Regions from separate parts of the Zea mays genome. Here region 2 is linked to region 1. A link is a contact called in public Hi-C data. All regions are on one chromosome and are shown on one strand. Each heading gives the region's core, a stretch centred on a gene start, on an enhancer-like site or on the middle of the called end of the contact. The rest is flanking DNA. Distances are from core to core; before and after follow the strand shown.

The links. A called contact is a pair of places that touch in the nucleus more often than the background predicts.
Region 2: a contact with region 1 is called in a Hi-C map of tassel, with 1.8 times the contacts expected there. The contact joins the enhancer-like site here to the promoter of LOC100281035 in region 1. A contact is called at or near these places in 2 of 25 Hi-C or Micro-C datasets (ear and tassel).

What each region holds. Positions count from the first base shown.
Region 1 is chr5:6,611,789-6,616,569 of Zm-B73-REFERENCE-NAM-5.0, forward strand. LOC100281035 reads right to left here and starts at 2,072. Exons shown (of 6, transcript NM_001153954.1): 1 at 1,685-2,072. The coding sequence starts at 2,046.
Region 2 is chr5:6,755,706-6,760,486 of Zm-B73-REFERENCE-NAM-5.0, forward strand. LOC103625860 (mitogen-activated protein kinase kinase kinase 5) reads left to right here. Exons shown (of 11, transcript XM_008646257.3): 9 at 357-557; 10 at 669-745; 11 at 860-1,520. The coding sequence ends at 1,085. Among protein-coding and RNA genes, the nearest start is that of LOC103625861, 10 kb to the right of the region's middle. Within about 2 kb of position 2,321, at least 20 of the 20 cell types and tissues checked have an H3K27ac peak or open chromatin away from gene starts, as enhancers often do. A contact at or near this core is called in ear and tassel, where this site is marked.

The DNA.
Region 1 (4,781 bases), core at 822-3,321:
CCATGATAGTTTGTGTCATAGTTGTAATCGATTGTAAAGGGTATGAATGTAAATTTACACAGGCTGCGTCCTGTGCCTATAAATAGATGAACAGTACCCCCGTACTGTTCACGCTGATTTGTACTCGCTCGTGCCGTCGTGCGCCACGCTTGTATTTTATCTTTCCATCAAGCTGAAGGTACAAATGTAATTCCATATTATTTATGTCCATTCATGATAATATAATGAAGTTGAATTAATAATGTTATATAGTTATTCATGTTATTCATGTTGTCTCTTATATTTCACATGTTTCTTCTTTCATTAACATATATTGCGATGATGAAGGTACGTTCTTCATGACCTTCGTCTAAAGATCATTATATTCTAAGGGAAATAATGCTTCGAAGAACGAAGGACATTAACCTTTAACATTTTGTGTTGCCTTGTTCTTAATTCATAGCATTTGAGAACAAGTCTCCAACAGTTATCAATCTCAATCTAAACTTAGCTAACTTGCTGGACTGGGTTTACAAATGTGCAGCGACTTTGGCAGGCCTTCCCTTGCTTAGAAGAGGCTATGGGCCTGTTTGGTTTAATGCCTAACTTGCCACACTTTGCCTAACTTTTCTACCTAAGGTTAGTTCTTCAATTCGAACGACTAACCTTAGGCAAAGTGTGGCACATTTAGGGCGTGTTTGGTGTGGCGCCTAAGCCGCCACACCGCGCCACACTTTTAAGCCACAAGTGTGGCGAATCGGCCGCCACACTTGTGGCTTAAAAGTGTGGCGCGGTGTGGCGGCTTAGGCGCCACACCAAACACGCCTTTAGCCACGAACCAAACAACCCCATACCCCCACATGACATGTTCAGCCCTTATAAGGGAGAACATCCAGTGCACACAGAGTGCAGCGAGTCTGTTTATGATATAAATGAAACTACTCAGAGGATACAAAAGGCAGAGTTAAATAGTCACGGCATCTCCACTTTATGAGGACATTATTCTATCATGAAGAAATTAGCAACATTCATGGAGTTTAGCTCAACCAGCATTTACAGTCTAGCTTGCGTGGAACATAAAAATCTACGGAAGCCGGAATGTGAGAGGTGCGAGTAGCAAGACAGAAGAACACAGAAATTCTTAGATAACAGACCGCTTAGTCCAGCTTTCATTGAAAGCCGCATATGAGGAGAACACATAAATTCACCAATCCCGCACAAGAACAATCATTTCTAGACCATCCTAACTAGCTATGCAAGCCGTAAACCACACAATATACCAGGACAGATGCTTCTTTTTGGCATTCACACCACAAATCTGGAAGTAAGAAAAGCTGAATCACGTAAAGCATAAATCACCATAAAACAGCTGCTAGATTGTACTAAAATTGAAGAAAAAAAACGTGCCCGCTTCATGAGGTAAGCAAGAAATACCGAAGGCATGCGACATCTAACATCTTAAAATATCCGGGCCAAAATCACACCACCAATGCTAACCAAAAAAACATTTCCTACTGTGCAACCAAGAACCCACCACGAAGGAATGCCGAGATGAACCATCGAATCCCCATCACTATTCGCATCGACAATCACACCACAAAGGCATGGTGCCATTCCCTCGCGATTCGCCCAAACGACGCATCACAGAATCCTTAACGAAGCAGCAAGTGCGAAGGGAGAGAGAAGGAAAGCAAAAGACCCTCACCGCTGCTTCTTCCGGGCGCTGCTGCTATCCACCTCCTCCTCTTCCTCCTCCTCTTCCTCCTCTCCCCCCTCCTCCCCCTCGCCCTCCTCCTCCACCCCCTCGCCCTCCTCCGCCTCCTCCGCTTTAGGCACCGGCGCGTCCTCGAGCTCCTCCTCCTCCTTGGGCTCCTCTGGCTCGGCCTTGGCGGCGACCTCGGCGAGGAAGAGGTCAACCTGCTCCCGGATGAAAGCCTTCTTGTGGGAGAGGTCTGCGCCGAAGTCCTCCTCGAGGCGGCGGCGCAAGGCAGCGGTGGTCGTGGTGTTGAGGTCCGACGACCGCAGCACCTCCTGCAGCCGCTCCACCAGCTCCAAGTCCGACACCATCGCTGCTCGGTCGGTTTGGAGTCTGTGGCTGGCTGGCGCACGGGTGCCGGGGTTTTGCCTGGTTTGGTTTGCGTGGGCTGAAATGTGGCGCCTTGCGGGCGTTGGGCCGCCCAAATACACCGTCACTCAGGAGCCCTGGCTGAGAGAGGGGTCTGCTACTGCTCTGCCTTTTCTCTCTCCATGTGTCTGTAAATGCTGCGATTGTTGCTATCTACTAGTGGCAGGTTAATTTAGTTACTGAAACAGTAAAACATTGCCTTTCCAACTGCCAAGTAACATACGCCATATGGTTACTGTTAGGTTTGTTAGAAAGTTAGGCATTTTTTGTTTTAATTTAATCCAGAAAAACAGTACGATATATGTGATGACATGTATGTGCATGTGTGTATAACTACTCGCATAAGCAGTAAACAGCAATGAAACATGTACAAATACGAAGAACAGAGTGTACCCAGCGGAGGGACCGATGCTCAAGGCATCAGTGGCTCCATTCACACGAGACATCTCGTGTGTTTGTTCGATGTATCCGTACGAAGTCGGTGCAGGAAGATGTACGCTGTGCAGTCCCTCGAACGGTCGCCGGGAAGAAGAACAGCAGCACGCGTCAACTCGGGAAGGCGACGAACAGATCACGCGAGCAGTCGCGAAGACGCTCCCCAAAAATCTGATCGCCCGCACACCCGTGCAAGTGTATCTCTGCGGTCGGTGATTTCGGAGGCCTTCTCTCCCACTCTCTCTGTGCTCGCAGAAGATGGGACGGGAATGTGTTGTTTGCAATTCGCGTGAGATAATTCGCGTCACTGGAAGAGCCCTCCCTCTCCATTCTTATAGGCGGTCAGAAGGAGGGAGAAGAACAACGGACAGAAACGGTCGCGCATTAGAACTGGAAACTGACGACAGTAACTGACGTCCGTTACTAGCCATAAGACAGAAAACAGACGGTTATCATGACGGTCATCACTCCAGGCAAAATGCGCAACCGTTTGAAAGGAATATTCGGACCAAGGTCCGATCTACCACGAGCCACGAGCCACGGCCGGCGGCGGCGGCGGCGGCGCGCGCGCGCGTGTGGCAGTCCTTCATCCTTTTCTCAACTTCTCAATAGATGCACCAATGGTCCACCTATTTAAGTTGATTGATTTGTCCTTTGAACTTCCAATATGGTACTAAATAATTAGTACACCATAGCATTAAAGTGGGCCATTAGCATTGACTATTATTGAATATTAATTTGGGCCAAGCCCACATTAATCCAACAATCCTCACCAAATGCTAAGTCACACAAAAAAGCTCTCATCATCTCAAACGTTTGATATACTGGTGTTTCGATGGAGACTGTTAAGTTGAACATCCACCTAGAACTTAGACTACACTTGACCACAACTGCACAATGGACTAGGCCTTGAATTGGCAGTTTTGCGTGGAATGAGTTTCATCTAAACTCTTTACCAGTACTAGATTGCTGAACGCATCCCCTCTGGTTGGAGCATATAAGTCAAACTCCATAGCCTTTCATGAGTATCTAGAAACCACCCAGATCTCATAAACTGTGACTAGCAGTTAACCCATATAGGTATGTTCCTCTAAAGATGTTCTGTAGGACAACATCTTTGCTTCACAAAGCCACTTGGAACATATTAAGGTGTAAACACCAACCTACCTTACAGTAAGGAAAGATATGCATCTGAAATGAGCCTTATTAAGGGTCTTTCCTCTCAGTCTATCACTAGCTTGTTTCACCATTCTAATTCACGGGATCTCCGATCACATAGAACAGGTTACCACTATGATAAACTTTAGGTGGGTCTCATGCCCATCTCACTTGATGCACTATCTATCACACTACGTGATAGCCCCTTAGTAAATTGATCTGCCAGATTTTTAGACGTATGGACATAATCCAACGCTATTACTCCGGAGTTTCTCAATTTCCTGACAGATTTCAAACGCCTCTTTATGTGCCTTGTCGACTTCATATTATCCTTAGAACTGTTTATCTTAATTATCACAGTCTGATTATCACAGTTCATGGAAATAGCCGGCACAGGTTTTTCAACCACCGGTAAATCCATAAGGAGTTCACGAAGCCACTCAGCCTCAACTGAAGCGGTATCTAATGCTGTGAGTTCTGCTTCCATAGTCGACCTCGTTAAGATGGTCTGCTTGCAAGACTTCCATGAAACAGCACCACCTCCAAGTGAAAACACATATCCACTTGTGGCATATATCTCATCAGCATCAGATATCCAGTTTGCATCACAATAACCCTCCAGAACTGTTGGGTACCCGGTATAATGGATGCCTAAACTCATAGTACCCTTTAGATAGCGCAAAACTCTCTCAAGAGCACGCCAGTGATCATCTCCCGGATTTGAAACAAATCGACTAAGTTTGCTCACAGCAAATGAGATGTCAGGCCTCGTAGCGCTAGCTAAATACATGAGTGAACCAATTATTTGGGAATATCTCAATTGATCCCTAGCTATCCTTCGATTTTTCTTTAATAGCTTACTAGGATCATAAGGCGTTGGAGCAGGTTCACATTCGCTAAAACCAAAGCGACTCAAAACCTTTTCCACATAATGGGATTGCACAAGTGTGATCCCACCAATGCCTTCTCTCAGTAGCTTAATGTTAAGAATAACATCAGCTTCTCCCAAATCTTTCATTTCAAAATTATTAGACAGAAAGTCTTTTGTCTCTTTAATCACATCAAGACTCGTCCCCAAGATTAG
Region 2 (4,781 bases), core at 1,071-3,570, 140 kb after region 1:
GGGTTAGATGTAAGTAATCAGAGTTGCACATCTTTCTTTACCTGCTTCATCTGATAAATGATGATAACATGTCTTACATAGCACCTTGGCCTAATCAAGTTTTGATTAAGAAACAAATATTGATCTTGATTTGTGCATACGTGATCACCTGTCTAACAGTCATATGAGATAATTAATGTTTCCATTGTGGAGTGCGGTCTGTGATAAGTGGAGTGAAAAAATGTTGTCTCTGGATCCTTTTTTAAGGCAAGGCCGCAAGGCGATGTGTGTTGGGATTTGTGCATACACAGTGTCTTACTTTTTTGATTTTTTTTTCTTTGGACTCTAACCATGAACTATATTTTGTGGTGCTACAGCCTGCTGCAATGTTTAAGGTTTTGCACACGGACCCACCAATTCCAGATAATATGTCCCCTGAAGGGAAGGATTTTCTGAGATGCTGCTTAAAGAGAAACCCTACTGAGCGACCAACAGCAACCAAGTTGCTCGAACACCCATTTATACGAACTTCGAATCACTACAGCCCGCGTAATTCAATTTTGGGAATTAAATCTCCAGTAAGCATGTGATCTCCAGTAACCCTAAACCCGTTCTCCGTCTCACATGGCATGCAATATCTAAAGTTTCAACTTAAGGGTTTATGCATGTGTATGGCTTGTTGGTGTCAGGATACTGTGCGCAGCGCTGCAAGAGATAAAGTACCCTGGAAAAATGATTCATGTAAGAGAGGGAAACATGCAAATGGGTGAGTACATGTATTGCCTTGCTCTGTTTATTTTTTTGGTTGATCTGTATATCTGGTGATGAAAGGTTCACGTTATTTGAGTTTTTTAACCCCTGCTATTCTTCATTCTGATAGTGAAACAAGCAGTGCTCGGTCGTCAGGGTCATTGACTTATCGATTGATGACACCTCTACCCAACTTGGGAACCAATAGCTTGTCACCTCCACCTTTGAGTTCGGCTTCCAATTCTGGCTCTGCAGCACATACACCGAAAATTATGCATTTTTCAGTCGCATACCATCGGCCTAGTCCTTTGCCAAAGCCTAACGGGAAGGAAGCAATAAATTTGATTTCACATTGAATAACAACATGGCAGCTATCACAACATCTGGGCCAAAAGCCACATAACCCTTGCGCTGTTACTCATAGCTGACAATTTTTGGGTCTCGTAAAAAATATTTTCCATGTAAAAAGATTACCACTATATGATCATAGGGAAATGCTGCTAAATGGAGGAGCCCTGTGAGGTCTGTTGTACTGTTTGATTTCTGAGGAAATGATTGTATTTTCCATGTAACATGTTTATTAGGGTGTAGCTGTAGGTAAAACTAATGGTCCTGATTCTGCCGACAGATAGGACATTAGGGTTATAGTTGTAGCGTGTTGTTGTTGTTGTTGTTGATGTTGTGTAATGAGCATACTTATGTAATCGTTATTGATTTTTTTGGGGCCGTGTAATAATACACGTCAATTGTCAAACGGGGATTGAGATTAAAGATCTATGTTACTTTCATGAGTTCGTCATCACGACATGTCTCGTTTGGTCATAGGTTGATGTATGTATCTTCAATGGCTCAGATACTCGAAACACTCAAGAGGCATGGACAATTTATCTTTCTTATCCCTACGTCCATCAATATATGATGGCCTTCGTGTTAGAAATGTTCAGTCACAAGTTTCTTACAACAACGGGAATGGAAAAAGACTTTGACATCAATTGCGCGGTGATATCCTAGGGATTGGTTGGACTCACGCTCGACACTGTGAGCCAATATGCTATCTAGCTTAGGTTGATCGGTGTGTGGTTTCTCAATCAAATCAAGTCCACTACAAAGCCCACTCCATTGTTTAGTTTCCTCCTTGCACTTGGCAGAGCTCATCTAGAATGCCCACTCTGAAATCGTCAGGCAAAGATAGGGGTGGTAATGAATCACGATCCAAATGCCACTTCATAAAAAATTAGAGCTCTTAAATAATTTTAGTTCAAAAATGAATAGAAACATGGCTCGATCTTAATTCGATTCGATCTATAAATTTTGTAGTGTAAAATTTAGAACTCATTACCACCCCTAGGCGGAGAACCTTCCTTGAAACTAATTGCTGACGTAGTCGTCGAGCCCTAAGTAGCAGGGATGGCAATATGTATAAAGCCGATTCAAGGTTTGCATTCTCGTACCCATGAGGTAAATATTAAATCCACACCCATCACACACGATGGAAACAATATGTTACCCACACCCGCTATCCGCAGCCGCAGGTGTGACGGTATGTTACCCAAAATGAAATGGCTGCCTTGCAAGTTGCTAGTCTGGTCCAGGCTTGTTGGGCCGAAGCGGAATGAAAGAACATACTTACTTGGGCCAAGTTTGCGGTTATGACGGTTATCAGTTAGTTGCTTTCCAGAGTTTTTTCCCCGTGCGAGAGATTCGAGAGAAAGAGAGCGCGTTCTCGTCTGTCTTGAAAAAGAAGCAAAACTTTAGCTGCCAAGAACGGAGAAAAAGAGCAAGGACGGACTGTGCTTTACGATCAGCGGTAGCTGGTACGGTGGTACTACCCTTGAACTAACCCAAACCATTTCCTGCCACCGGTCGCGCTTATAGCTAGCTAGACTAGACAAGCGAAGCCAAGCCGGGTAGGCAGGCGCTTTCTCCATTAAAAACTGGATCAAGCCAACCGCGCCAACCACCACGAGATTCCCGTTGAGATTTGCCACCGGGGCCTCGTGGGGGCACCGAGCGCCAGGCCACCCGGTGCCGCGACCACCACCTGTGATGAGAACCAGCGTGACGCCATGTCATTTCTCTCCGCGCGCAACCAGCCGGCGGAAACGCACGGCTGTTGCTGTTGCGGCCGCCACGCCACTAACGAGCATAGTGCCATAGTGGGTACTGTCGTACTGAGAAGTGACCACCAGCCAGAGCTAGCTCCCAACGACCAAACACGGCTGCAGGCAGGCAGGCGATTAGGCCGCCGGCCGCCCTCTCGCACCGCTGTACTAATAACTCGATTAGGTCCGTGTACTTGCGTGCGTACGTCCTCGTCGAGACGGCGAGAGGCGCAAGGAACACGTGGGGGGCGACGGAGTGGAACGGCCGGCCGGGCACGCAGACGCACACGCACCCCCGGCCACTGGGGCAGGGAGACGGGGCCGGCCGACGCCGGGACGTGTCACTTGCCGAGTTGCCCCGCTCAGCCGCGAATTGCGCGGACGCTGAGTGACGCCGGCGCCGGCGAGCCGTGCACCGAAGACCGAACCGAGGACCCGGCCGGGGTGAAACCGGACTGGCCGCCAAAATAGAAGATTTGCAGGGGGCGGACGGACCAAGGGCGGACTCTGCTCTTCGCAGCCAATCAAACCAGGGTGGAGCGGCGACGCAGCTCGGCCGCCGGCCGAACAGATAAACCGTCACTTTGCTTTGTCCAACGCATGTGGCGACCTGCTAATCCAAATCCGACTTTTTTATGCGAGCAGACAAGCAACGTGTTAGGCGTGGTATACGACGTGACTGACAGCAGAGGGAACGACGCGCATGTGCCATGTGTGTTAGTAGTATTATTTACCGACGGCATAGAGGGCTGTTATTCTTATCTATTAGTGCTGTGGTGGTGCTGGTGGTAGTCTTTTAATTGACCACGTGAGGTTTCGCAAGGATTACAGTCACGTTGCCATCATGCATTAGCACGTCTTATAAGTTTTATATATATGCTCATCGAAAAAGGCATCGCTCGGAGATCTTTTTTAAAGAAAAGAAAAAAACAGTATATTGTTGGGAGACACTACATGAATCCTAATGATTCCCGTCGGCCAGTATAATTCCTGTCGGCCAGGGAAAAAGCCGACGGGGATAACGTAACTCCCGTCGGCTACACTGAAGCCGACGAGAATAACATAACGCCCGTCGGCCAGAGAGTAGGCCGACGGGAGTTAACTTAACTCCCGTCAGCCAGAAAATAGGCCGACGGGGATAACTTAACTCCCGTCGGCCAGAGCGCAGGCCGACGGGGATTAGGCTTTTATGAGCGCGGGATTCGCCCGCGCGGGCTCATTTCTCCGCTCTCTGTCTTAGCGCCGCCGCTGCCCTTCTCTCCTCGCCGCCGCCTCCAACCGCCGCCGTGCCGCCGCCCATCCCCGCCGGAGCGCCGCCCTCGCCCCACCGCCGCGCACCCGTCCTCGCCGCCCGTCCTCGGCGCGCCGTTCTCGGAGCGCCGCCCGTCCTCGCCGCCCGTCGCCGCCCCTCGCCCGACGCCGCGCACCCGGGCGCCCCGGTGTCGCCCGTCCGCCACCCATCCTCTCGCGGCGCCGAGCGCCCAGCCGCCCCACCGCCGCGCGCCCGTCAGCGCCGCCGCGAGCCCGGCCGCCCGTCCCCGCCGCGCGCGCGCCCGTCCGTCGCGGCCGTGCCCGCCCTCGCTCGTCTCCGCCGTGCCCCACACCGCCCACATCGCCGCCGGGTCTCTCGGAGCGTCGTCGCTGCCTCCTCGAGCGCCGTCGCCGTGTCCAAGCGCCGTCTCCGCCCCCGACCGCCACGTGAGTTAATTATGTGTGTACATGTTAATGCATTGGATTGTGAATTTTAATTATGTGTGTACATGTTTATTTTCGTCGGTTTTTTATGGCCGACGGGAGTTACCTTTCATGTGATTAGTATTAATTTAATAACACTTGTGATTAGAGTGTGACTATAGTTAATTTAATATCACATGTGTGGCTTCATGTTAGGTAATTATTTATTGTATTCTTATAGTAGATTTAACTTATACTATTGAATTGTTAAATTTG